Regions from separate parts of the Oryctolagus cuniculus genome. Here region 2 is linked to region 1. A link is a contact called in public Hi-C data. All regions are on one chromosome and are shown on one strand. The core of a region is the stretch at or near the end of the contact, and the rest is flanking DNA. Distances in the headings are between cores, read along the strand shown. Region 1 holds the start of RESP18 (regulated endocrine specific protein 18). Region 2 holds the start of SLC23A3 (solute carrier family 23 member 3).

Region 1 (4,558 bases), core at 1,591-4,090:
ATAGATTGCTGTTTCTCATACCCAGAGTTTCTGATGTAGTAGGTCTGGGGTGAAAATCAAGCTTTAGCACTTCCAATAATTTTCCCTGGTGGTGCTGATACTGCTGGTCCAGGATTCGCTTATAAGACTACTGCTCTAAGGCACTACACACACACACACACACACACACACACACGCATGCATGGCATTGGTAGTAACAATGTGAACTCAAAGCAGATTTCCTACTTCACTCTTCCTGACCCTCATTCATAAAACTGCTCTAAGGAAGAGTCAGCCATCTGTCTTAATGGACTCTCCACTGCCTTTTATCCTCTCCTCTATTTCTTATACAGTTTTCCCTGGTTCCTGCTCAGAGAGTGAAGTGTGAGCTCCCAGCAGAGAACTTGAGTCCTGGCTCTGGAAGAACTCAGTGTTGGGGATTGGGTCTAGGTCCTAAGGGGTTTCATGCTGGCCTCTTTTGGGGTTTCTTCTAGAAGTATCTTCTTGGGCTCTTTAGTGTGTTCAAGGGCAAACAGCCCACCCATCCATACTCCACCTATATGCCTGTCTTACCCCCTCCTTCAGGAGGTGAGTAGGACAAAAAGTTTCAAGCAGAGACATTTGGGGAAAAGAAGTCCCATGATTAGTTCAGAGTCCCTCATTGCCATTTCCCCATATCTTTCCAGGTCTCAACCTCTGTTCTCTAGCTCTTACTTACCCTGGGGTACAATCTGCTGGAGTACAACTTGTAGGTGCCAGAAGACTGGAGTGGTGAATCCTTGGAGGGACCAGAGCTGCCCTGCTCCAACTTGGCCCTGACCATCTAAAGGCAAGATAGTGGTGTCAGCATGGAGTTTGGCCCAAAGCCTTCCAAATCCCAGTTGAAGCAGCTTCCCTCCACTGGTACTCTTGGAGCCCCTGGTCTCTTCTCCTCCCCTCCCCCACCTCACCAGGGCCCTTTTCTATCTTCAAGTCTTCATTTTTTTCATTTCATTTTCTCATCTCCCACTACCACTTTTCTTGTTCTTCAGCCCTGAAGCCTCATTCAGCTTTGGGACCAACTTCCAGGTAAGAGCCATGTGCACGTAGAGCTGCCCATGGAGGGTCAGGTAAACAGAGGCTCAGAAAGCTACCCACATGGGACAGATAGATGGATAGATGGTTATGGGAGCCAGGTGAGTTTTATCTTTGAAGCCTGGGGGGAGGGGCGTTACGGAGGAGGATTGGAATCCTTAGAAAAACTTTATAGAAAATGTACATTATGAGAAACTTATGCGCAGATTTAAAAAAAAATTCTGCACCCAAGTCATGTTTATATTTCCATCCCATTTTCCATGAACTCTTCTAAGTACCTTTGTCATCCCTCAATATCTTTAGGGAATTGCTTCCAGAGCCCCTTCCCTCCAATACTAAAATCCGTGGATGCTCAAGTCTGTCATGGAAAATGGCATTGTATTTGTATACAACCTGTGCAATGCTCCCATATGCTTTAAATCATCTCTTGATTATTTGTAATATCTAAGTATACAACATAAACGCTATGTAAATAGCTGTTAAAGTATTATTTAGGGAATAATGACAAGGAATATAGTTTCTTTAGCACAACAGCGATTTTTTCTTACATATTTTTCATTCACAGTTATTTGAATTCCCTAGTACGCGTAGGAGGGATGTGTGTTGCAATGGGAAGGGCAGTCCGTTTTTCTCTGTAGTGGAATTGTCTTGAGTTATTCTGGACACGTCTTAAGAAAAGACCTGATGGCTAATAATGTCCTGGAGCCTCCAGCACCCCGCCCAGAAGGGGAAAAGCTTCAGGAAAGGGAGATGGTACTATGACGCCGCGCTCCCAGTGCAGGCAGGAAAACACGACGACCTAGAGGCGCCTTCGGCCGGACCCACAGCTTGGCTAGCGCTGTCCATGGTGCTGAGACGTGGCGGTGACGCGGAGCAGTAACGAGAGCTCGGCGTCTCCGCGAGGCCCGGCTGTCCCCCGCTCCCTGTCTTCCATCTCCCCTCTGCCCCCGCAAAACCTCTGCTCTGGCCCCTAAACCCAAGAACCAGGATGGGAGACTCGACACGGGCCTTGGAGAGTGGGCTCCTCCCTGCACGCTCTCCGGAGTTCCAGCGTCTGCGCACTCTGGCGGCCGAGACCAGAGTCAGCGCGGTGTCTTCTGCACAGCGCAGAGGCGGGGGTGGGGTGGGGGTGGCGCCTCTAGGCTGGGGGATGTTTTTCTCTTCTTATTGAAAATCGGATCACTGAACGCTGTCTCATCTGTCTGCCCGGGCTTATCCCTGGAGCCAGGACCCTGACACCTGCTGATCAAGTCCATGACAACCTCACCGCCTTGGTCATCTCTTCTCTATCCTCGCCGGACGTCTCGCTTCTCCCGTGGTCACATAAGCCAGTTTTTACTTATCTCTGCCCATTTGACTTCCCGACCCCTTCCCAAAACCACACTCCCGGTAGGCGCGCCTCTTAGGTCCAGGGCCCCTAGGCTGAGCCCTACCCCAAGCCGCCGCCTCTTCGGGAGGAACTCTATGCGGATCTCTTCTCATCGCCCCAAACTTTCTTCCCCAGCCTCCTGGCCCCCGGCCCTGCCCACACCCCGTTTCCTCCTGACCGTGGGTGTTAACGTCGCCGCAGCCCCCGGGGCTGCTGTTCAGCAGGAGGAGGCCGACGAGCAGCCGCAGCCCCCCGGAGCCCCCAGACCTCAGCGGGCGCTGCATCCTCTCAGCTCGGCGCGCTCGCTCCTCCACCTAAGTCGCAGTGCAGGTGGCGACGGCGGCCGGAGGGGCTGAGCGGGGCGGTCGGTCGCTTCCCACCTGCCCGCCAGCGGCGCGGGATCTGCGTCGCCCTTCCCCGCGGCTCGGCCAATCGCGGCGGGCCTCGCCCCTGCGGACTCTTCCCCAACCCCTCCTTCTCCTTACAGCCTCCTGCGCTTGGCACCTCTCGCAATTTCTAGCCTTGCGCCCTTTTGGCGTCGGTCTTTGGCCCCAAAGACCACCGTCTCTACCCCTAGGCCCAGGGTTAGAGAAGTAGGTTCATGTGAGACGTGGGTGTGAATCGTACCTACCTCTTGGGCTTGCTGTGAGGATTCAATATGGACTGCGCAAGGAGAACAGCAGACTGTGAATTTAGTCAATTCTTACCCCTGATGCTTACCTCACCCTCACCTGCCTAAAAGCCTTTAGTAGGCATGTGGGTTCCATCTGGAAAATGTAGAGCACATCCACCCACTTTTTTCCATCTGCAGCACCGTCACCCTGGGTCCAGACCACTGTACCCTTTAAAATATTTCTTTATTTTCATTTTATTTGAAACACAAAGAGACAGCTTCCATCCGCTGGTTCATTCCCCAAATGCCAGCAGCAGCCCAGGGCTGGGGCAGGGTCCAGCTGAAGCCAGGAGCCCAGGAAACTCCACTGGAGCATCAGCAGGGAGCTGGAGCAGAAGTGGAACAGTGAGGACTGGAACCAGCACTCACATGGAATGGTATGATGCCAGAGTCACAGGGCTGTTTAACCTACTGTGCCACAAGGCCAGCCTCTTCATAGAGCCCTTACAAGAAGTAACTAGCTGGGGCTGGCGCTGTGGCAGAGTGGCTAAAGCCGCCACTTGCATTGCCGGCATCCCATATGGGCACCAGTTTGAGTCCTAGCTGCTCCACTTCCGATCCAGCTCTCTGCTATGGCTTGGGATAGCAGTAGAAGATGGTCCAACTTCTTGGGCCCCTGCACCCACATGGGAGACCTGGAAGAAGCTCCTGGCTCCTGGCTTCTGATAGGTGTAGCTCTGGCCGTTGCTGTCAATTAGGGAGTGAATCAGCAGGTGGAAGAATTTCTCTCTCTCTCTCTCTCTCTCTCTCTCTCACCTTCTTTGACTTTCAAATAAATAAATAAATCTTTTAAAAAATAAAAGTACCTAGCTAAGGAACTGCTTATTTATCCCTGTGTATTGGTAAGCTAGTGTATGAGCTTTCAAACCGCCACTTTAATGTAGTTCTCTGCTGTATACTGAACACTTAGGGTTGATACATTGTGGAGACTGAGTTACATTAGCCTTCCTTAAAGGCTGTTGGGTTTGTTCTGGCAGGAAATTCCATTTAGGGCAGAAAATCTGAATCCTGAAGAAGCCTGATTAAGGTAGGAATATTTCAGTTATGCTCTTTTTGTTTATTTATTTTTTTTGACAGGCAGAGTGGACAGTGAGAGAGAGAGACAGAGAGAAAGGTCTTCCTTTGCTGTTCACCCTCCAATGGCCACCGTGGCCAACACACTGCGGCTGGCACATCACGCTGATCCGAAGGCAGGAGCCAGGTGCTTATCCTGGTCTCCCATGCGGGTGCAGGGCCCAAGGACTTGGGCCGTCCTCCACTGAACTCATGGGCCATAGCAGAGAGCTGGACTGGAAGAGGAGCAACCAGGACAGAATCCGGCACCCCGACTGGGACTAGAACCCGGTGTGCCGGCACCGCTAGGTGGAGGATTAGCCTGTTGAGCCACAGCGCCGGCCTGGACATGCTGTTTTAAAATGATTTACAGAAATAATTTGAAGCCCAGGAGCAACAGAGTGTGAATG
Region 2 (4,536 bases), core at 1,653-4,152, 140 kb before region 1:
TCCTAGAGGAGCCAGAGAGCAGGGGTGTGAGTTGAAGGGGTTGAAGCTGGCCTCCAGGGGCATGGGGGTACCTGGAGGGGCCCAGGTGCTGAGAACACACCACCGCGAGCAGGATCAGCCCAGGAGAGAGAAGGAGCTTCATGGGCGAGAGGCAGTGGGCACCCTGCGGGGTGGAAATGGGGATGGGAGGGAGCAGAATGCCAGAAAAGGGGGCCTCAGAGAAAGTCCCGTCCCCTAGAAGAGGCAGGAAGCACCCTGGGCATGGGTCACGGAAAAGTCTTGGATCCCAGATCTAAAGCGTGTTGCCCTGTTCAGGTCACTGCTGGATCTGACATGGCCAGCAGCTCTGCCCATCACCACCCCAGTGAACTGACACCCCTCAGGACTCAGGTACAGCAAGGTCAGTTCCCAGTGAGCAGAGCAGAACTGAGCCAACTCCCTGTGGGCACAGCGCCCTGCCACAACCGGGCTGGAGGCCAGCACCAGGGGTCCACAGTGGGGGAACATGCAGCCAGGACCCCCCCACACCCAGCAATCCCAGTGCACCCTACAGCAGCCCGGATACCACCACTGCCCCTGACACTTGGTGGAGTGGAGGGGGAGAAGAGTTTCTGCTCAGCCAAGTTCACCTCAGCTGAGACTTCCTAACTAAACCCCGGGAGGGGTCCTTCCTGTGACCCCTTCCCCCAGAGCATCTCAATCCCTGCCTGATGAAAATAGCCTCCTCAGGGCCGTCCACCTGCAGTGTCGGCATCCCATATGGGCGCTGGTTTGAGTCCTGGCTGCTCCACTTCCAATCCAGCTCTCTGCTATGGCCTGGGAAAGCAGTAGAAGATGGCCCAAGTCCTTGGGCCCCTGCACCCATGTGGGAGGCCTAGAAGAAGCTCCTGGCTCCTGGCTTCAGATCAGTGCAGCTCCAGCCATTGCAACCAATTGGGGAGTGAACCAGCAGATGGAAGACCTTGCTCTCTCTCTCTCTCTCTCTCTGCCTCCCCTTCTCTCTGTGTGTAACTCTGACTTCCAAATAAAGAAATCTTTTTTTAAAATCTAAATATTTGAAAAAAAAAAGAAGAAAAGAAAATAGCCTCCCCTGGCCCAGCACCACCTTTAACTCTCCTGCTTCCACTCCCCAGAGCTCCAGACCATGGCCACCAGGGCCCCTACATAGGTGCAGCGCAAAGCAGGCTGGGAGGAGTTAGGAGCATGGAGAACAAAGGAAATGGGATGGAGACCTATTGCTCTTTCATGCTAGCTGGTGCCTGGCCACCACTGTCCAACGTCTATCCTGCACCCACTTATACCTGTATGCTCAGATGAGCACCAAAGCCCACCCTACCCCTTGTCCTTGCTCTATGCACTCAGTTTCCACGTGTCTGGATGACCAGAGGTAGCTTCTGTCTGGTCAGCAGCAGAGCAGGGATAAGGAACTCTAAGGAAACATGTGGCAGCTAACAGGACCCCAGGCCTCTCCTCCACCCCAGGATCCCGGCCCCTCACCTACTGTCCAGCCAAGCTTGCAGAATGGTCAACACCCCACATGAAAAGAAGCTGGAGGCCAGGAGCTGAGAAGGGGAGTAGGGAGTCCTCCAGGAAGGAGACTGTGAAGCAGGAGCAGGTGGGAGGCACAGGGCAGAGAAGCCAGGACCAAGATATGCTGCGGATAGAGGAACGGGGAGGAGCAGTCTTCAGAAAAGGGCAGAGGCACCTGATTCCAGAGGGGATCACGTGCCACACCTGCTTTGGCCAGCAGCACCACCTCCTGCACCTCTACCTCCTACCTGCAGAGCCAGAAGCCAGCTGAGACGACAGGGGCAAGGCCCACTCCAGGAGACCCAAGAGTGCAAGGAGGGATTCTGGGGAGGAGGCAATGTCAGGGGAGCCAGGGCACCCCGGGAGTCTGTGGATTGGACTTGGGTGAGATGGGGGTGGGGGGGTGATCGGCTCAGGCTGCCCTGTCTGTGGTCTTGTCTTGGCTATCTGGGGCCAGAGTTAGGAAGAGTAAGAAGAGTTTAGCATTTGGGTGAATTTAGCTCCCTGAGGGTGTAGAGAGGGTAGGGGTGTCAACAAAGCGGAGCAGCATAAGGATGAGGCATTTGGGGCAGGACAGGGCCCTCTCACCTTTGCCCAGCTCTTGTGCAAATCCCATCAGCCATTAACCCGGGAGCTGCGCTCTGGACCCCTCCCCCAAGAATCTTTATCCAGATTCTCTGCTCTTAGACCAGTCTCTGGGAAGGGGGTGCAGTGTGGAGGGGACAGGGGAGGAGAGGTGCCCTGGGGAGGTTTTGTACTCTGTTTCCTCCCACCACCAGAACCATCATTGCTACATCCACAATTCTTAACCCTTTTGGGACCAGGCCCCACGGGCTGGCTCAAAATGAAACTCAACGGTGGGGGGAAGTGGGCTGGCATTGTGGCATAGTAGGTAAAGCCGCTGCCTGCCGTGCCAGCATCCCATATGGGCGCTGGTTCGAGTCCCAGCTGCTCCACTTCCGAACCAGCTCTTTGCTATGGCCTGGGAAAACAGAAGATGGCCCAACTCTTTGGGATCCTGCACCTGCGTGGGAGACCTGGCAGAAGCTCCTGGCTCCTGGCTTTGGATCGGTGCAGCTCTATTCGTTGTGGCCAACTGGGGAGTGAACCAGTGGATGAGGAAAACCTCTCTGTCTCTATCTCTGCCTCTCTCTGTATAACTCTTTCAAATAATTAATGTTAAAAAGAATACACTGCATCACACCGCATCAGTGTGACCATCACAGCTGTGACTCTGTAAATGTTTTCATTGTAACATGCAGAAATAGAATTTTTAGTAACTTGTATTGCAAAATGTGAAAGTTTGAGCACAAACCAGAAGACAATGTAGCAGTACAATCGCCACAGCGAAATGCAGAATGACCATGGACATGACAGCAGCGATGCCAGTGGACACTGGTGCTTGACTGGGGACTCAGCTGCCGGGAGCAGTGCTGACGCTGGTGGGCAGATTTTCCAAACCAGTGAGCAAAGTGCTGATCAAAATGAGTAGTTTTGATTTCCAGGGAGGTATGTATGTGGTAACCGCAGTCCTTTTCAGAAGGTACAAAGATGACTTGACATGTGGAAATTCTAGGCTCAGACAAACCTGTACAGGGTTTTCACATACATGGTGACCGGCCAGTCATTTGAAAGTTGTCTTCATAGAAAGCTGTGAACTTATCATAAAGACGGGGTTCCTGAGCACCTCGGGCTATCCAGCATCCTGCTCAGGCTGACCACACGACCCCACCACCAATCCTTGTGACAATCAAACAATGGCCAAAATGCCCCCTAGAGGGCAGTGCCACCTCTGCAGTGGACGACCATTGGCAGCCCCAGACGCCCAGTTTTCCTTCCTCCAGCGAGCACCAGCTTCGGAGTTCCTCTAACACCACCACCTTCTACCATGTGTCAGATCAGTGAGGACGTCAGGATACAAGGTGGCCTGCCCCTAAGGAGCCCAGGGCACTCTGCTGGATACAGGGCTTGGCTCCCTAAGGATCCAAGGATGGTGCTATCCAGAACATTCAACAAGGCCAGCCCCAGGCATGGGACAGTCACCACTTATGTTCCATGGCATCCCAAGTGGAACAGCACTGGGGCCCCAGGGTGGCGGAAGCAGGGACGAGAGCAAGTTTGAAATAGGAACCTCTGGGGGCCGGTGTTGTGGTGCCACCATCCCATATCGATGCCGGTTACAGTCCCCAATGCTCCACCTTTGATCCAGCTTCCTGCTAATGCACCTGGGAAAACTGGAAGATGGCCCAAGTGCTTGGACCCCTGTAACCACACAGGAGACCCAGAAGAAGCTCCTGGCTCCTGGCTTCAGTCTGGCCCAGCCCTGGCTGTTACAGCCATTTGGGCAGTGAACCAGTGGATGGAAGATCTCTCCCTCTCCCTCTCAGGATAACTCTTTCAGAGAAATAAAAATAGAATGCTAAAAAAGAGGGAAAAAAATGGGAACCTCTGACTGATGTCAGACAATAGAGGGGTTCTGAAAGGGGCTCAGGGAAAAGGATTTGCAAGGTGACGAGATCAGGAAGTGGAGGGGTGAGGGGTGGGGAAGGCAGGTACGGGCAGGAAAATTCTTCAAGGGCTGCTGCAGAAGGAAAAGGCAGGCCATGCAACTCAGACTGTTTATTGAAACCTCAGTTCTACAAAAGCGTGAAAAACCCAGATAAAAAGCGGCAGCCAGAGACGGCTGTGGACAGATCACCCCGGAAAAGACCAGAAGAGAGGGAAGCCTAGGAGTGCGGCAATAAGGTTGGAAGACAAAAGGTCAAGATTAAAGGTCCCAGCAGTCCTTGGCTCCCTTAGACTACACCCAAGGGGCGGGTATAGCGAGGGGCCCACCTCACTCAGACCTCCCCTAGCAGCTCCCACCCTGGCCCCATCAGTCCCCGGCTCTCCTGCCTTCGGGACATCACACAGGCTCAGGTCAATGTTTCCTTCCTCCCCTCACCCCACCTCCCCCATTTCCCACACTGCTCCTTTCATCCTAGGGAACTCAAAAGCAGACTTCTA

The links. Hi-C and Micro-C count contacts between places; a contact is called where the count stands out from the background.
Region 2: a contact with region 1 is called in a Hi-C map of embryonic fibroblasts, with 2.3 times the contacts expected there. The contact joins the promoter of SLC23A3 here to the promoter of RESP18 in region 1. A contact is called at or near these places in 2 of 6 Hi-C or Micro-C datasets (embryonic fibroblasts and skin fibroblasts).

What each region holds. Positions count from the first base shown.
Region 1 is chr3:20,151,071-20,155,628 of mOryCun1.1, reverse strand. RESP18 (regulated endocrine specific protein 18) reads right to left here and starts at 2,840. Exons shown (of 6, transcript XM_002712494.5): 1 at 2,601-2,840; 2 at 698-802. The coding sequence starts at 2,706.
Region 2 is chr3:20,287,242-20,291,777 of mOryCun1.1, reverse strand. It overlaps SLC23A3 (solute carrier family 23 member 3), which reads right to left and starts at 2,902. Exons shown (of 10, transcript XM_070071453.1): 1 at 2,867-2,902; 2 at 1,779-1,973; 3 at 1,582-1,654; 4 at 1,337-1,579; 5 at 530-582; 6 at 238-528; 7 at 72-163; 8 at 1-2. The coding sequence starts at 2,902. The region is part of intron 9 of LOC100353345 (protein CNPPD1); the gene reads right to left.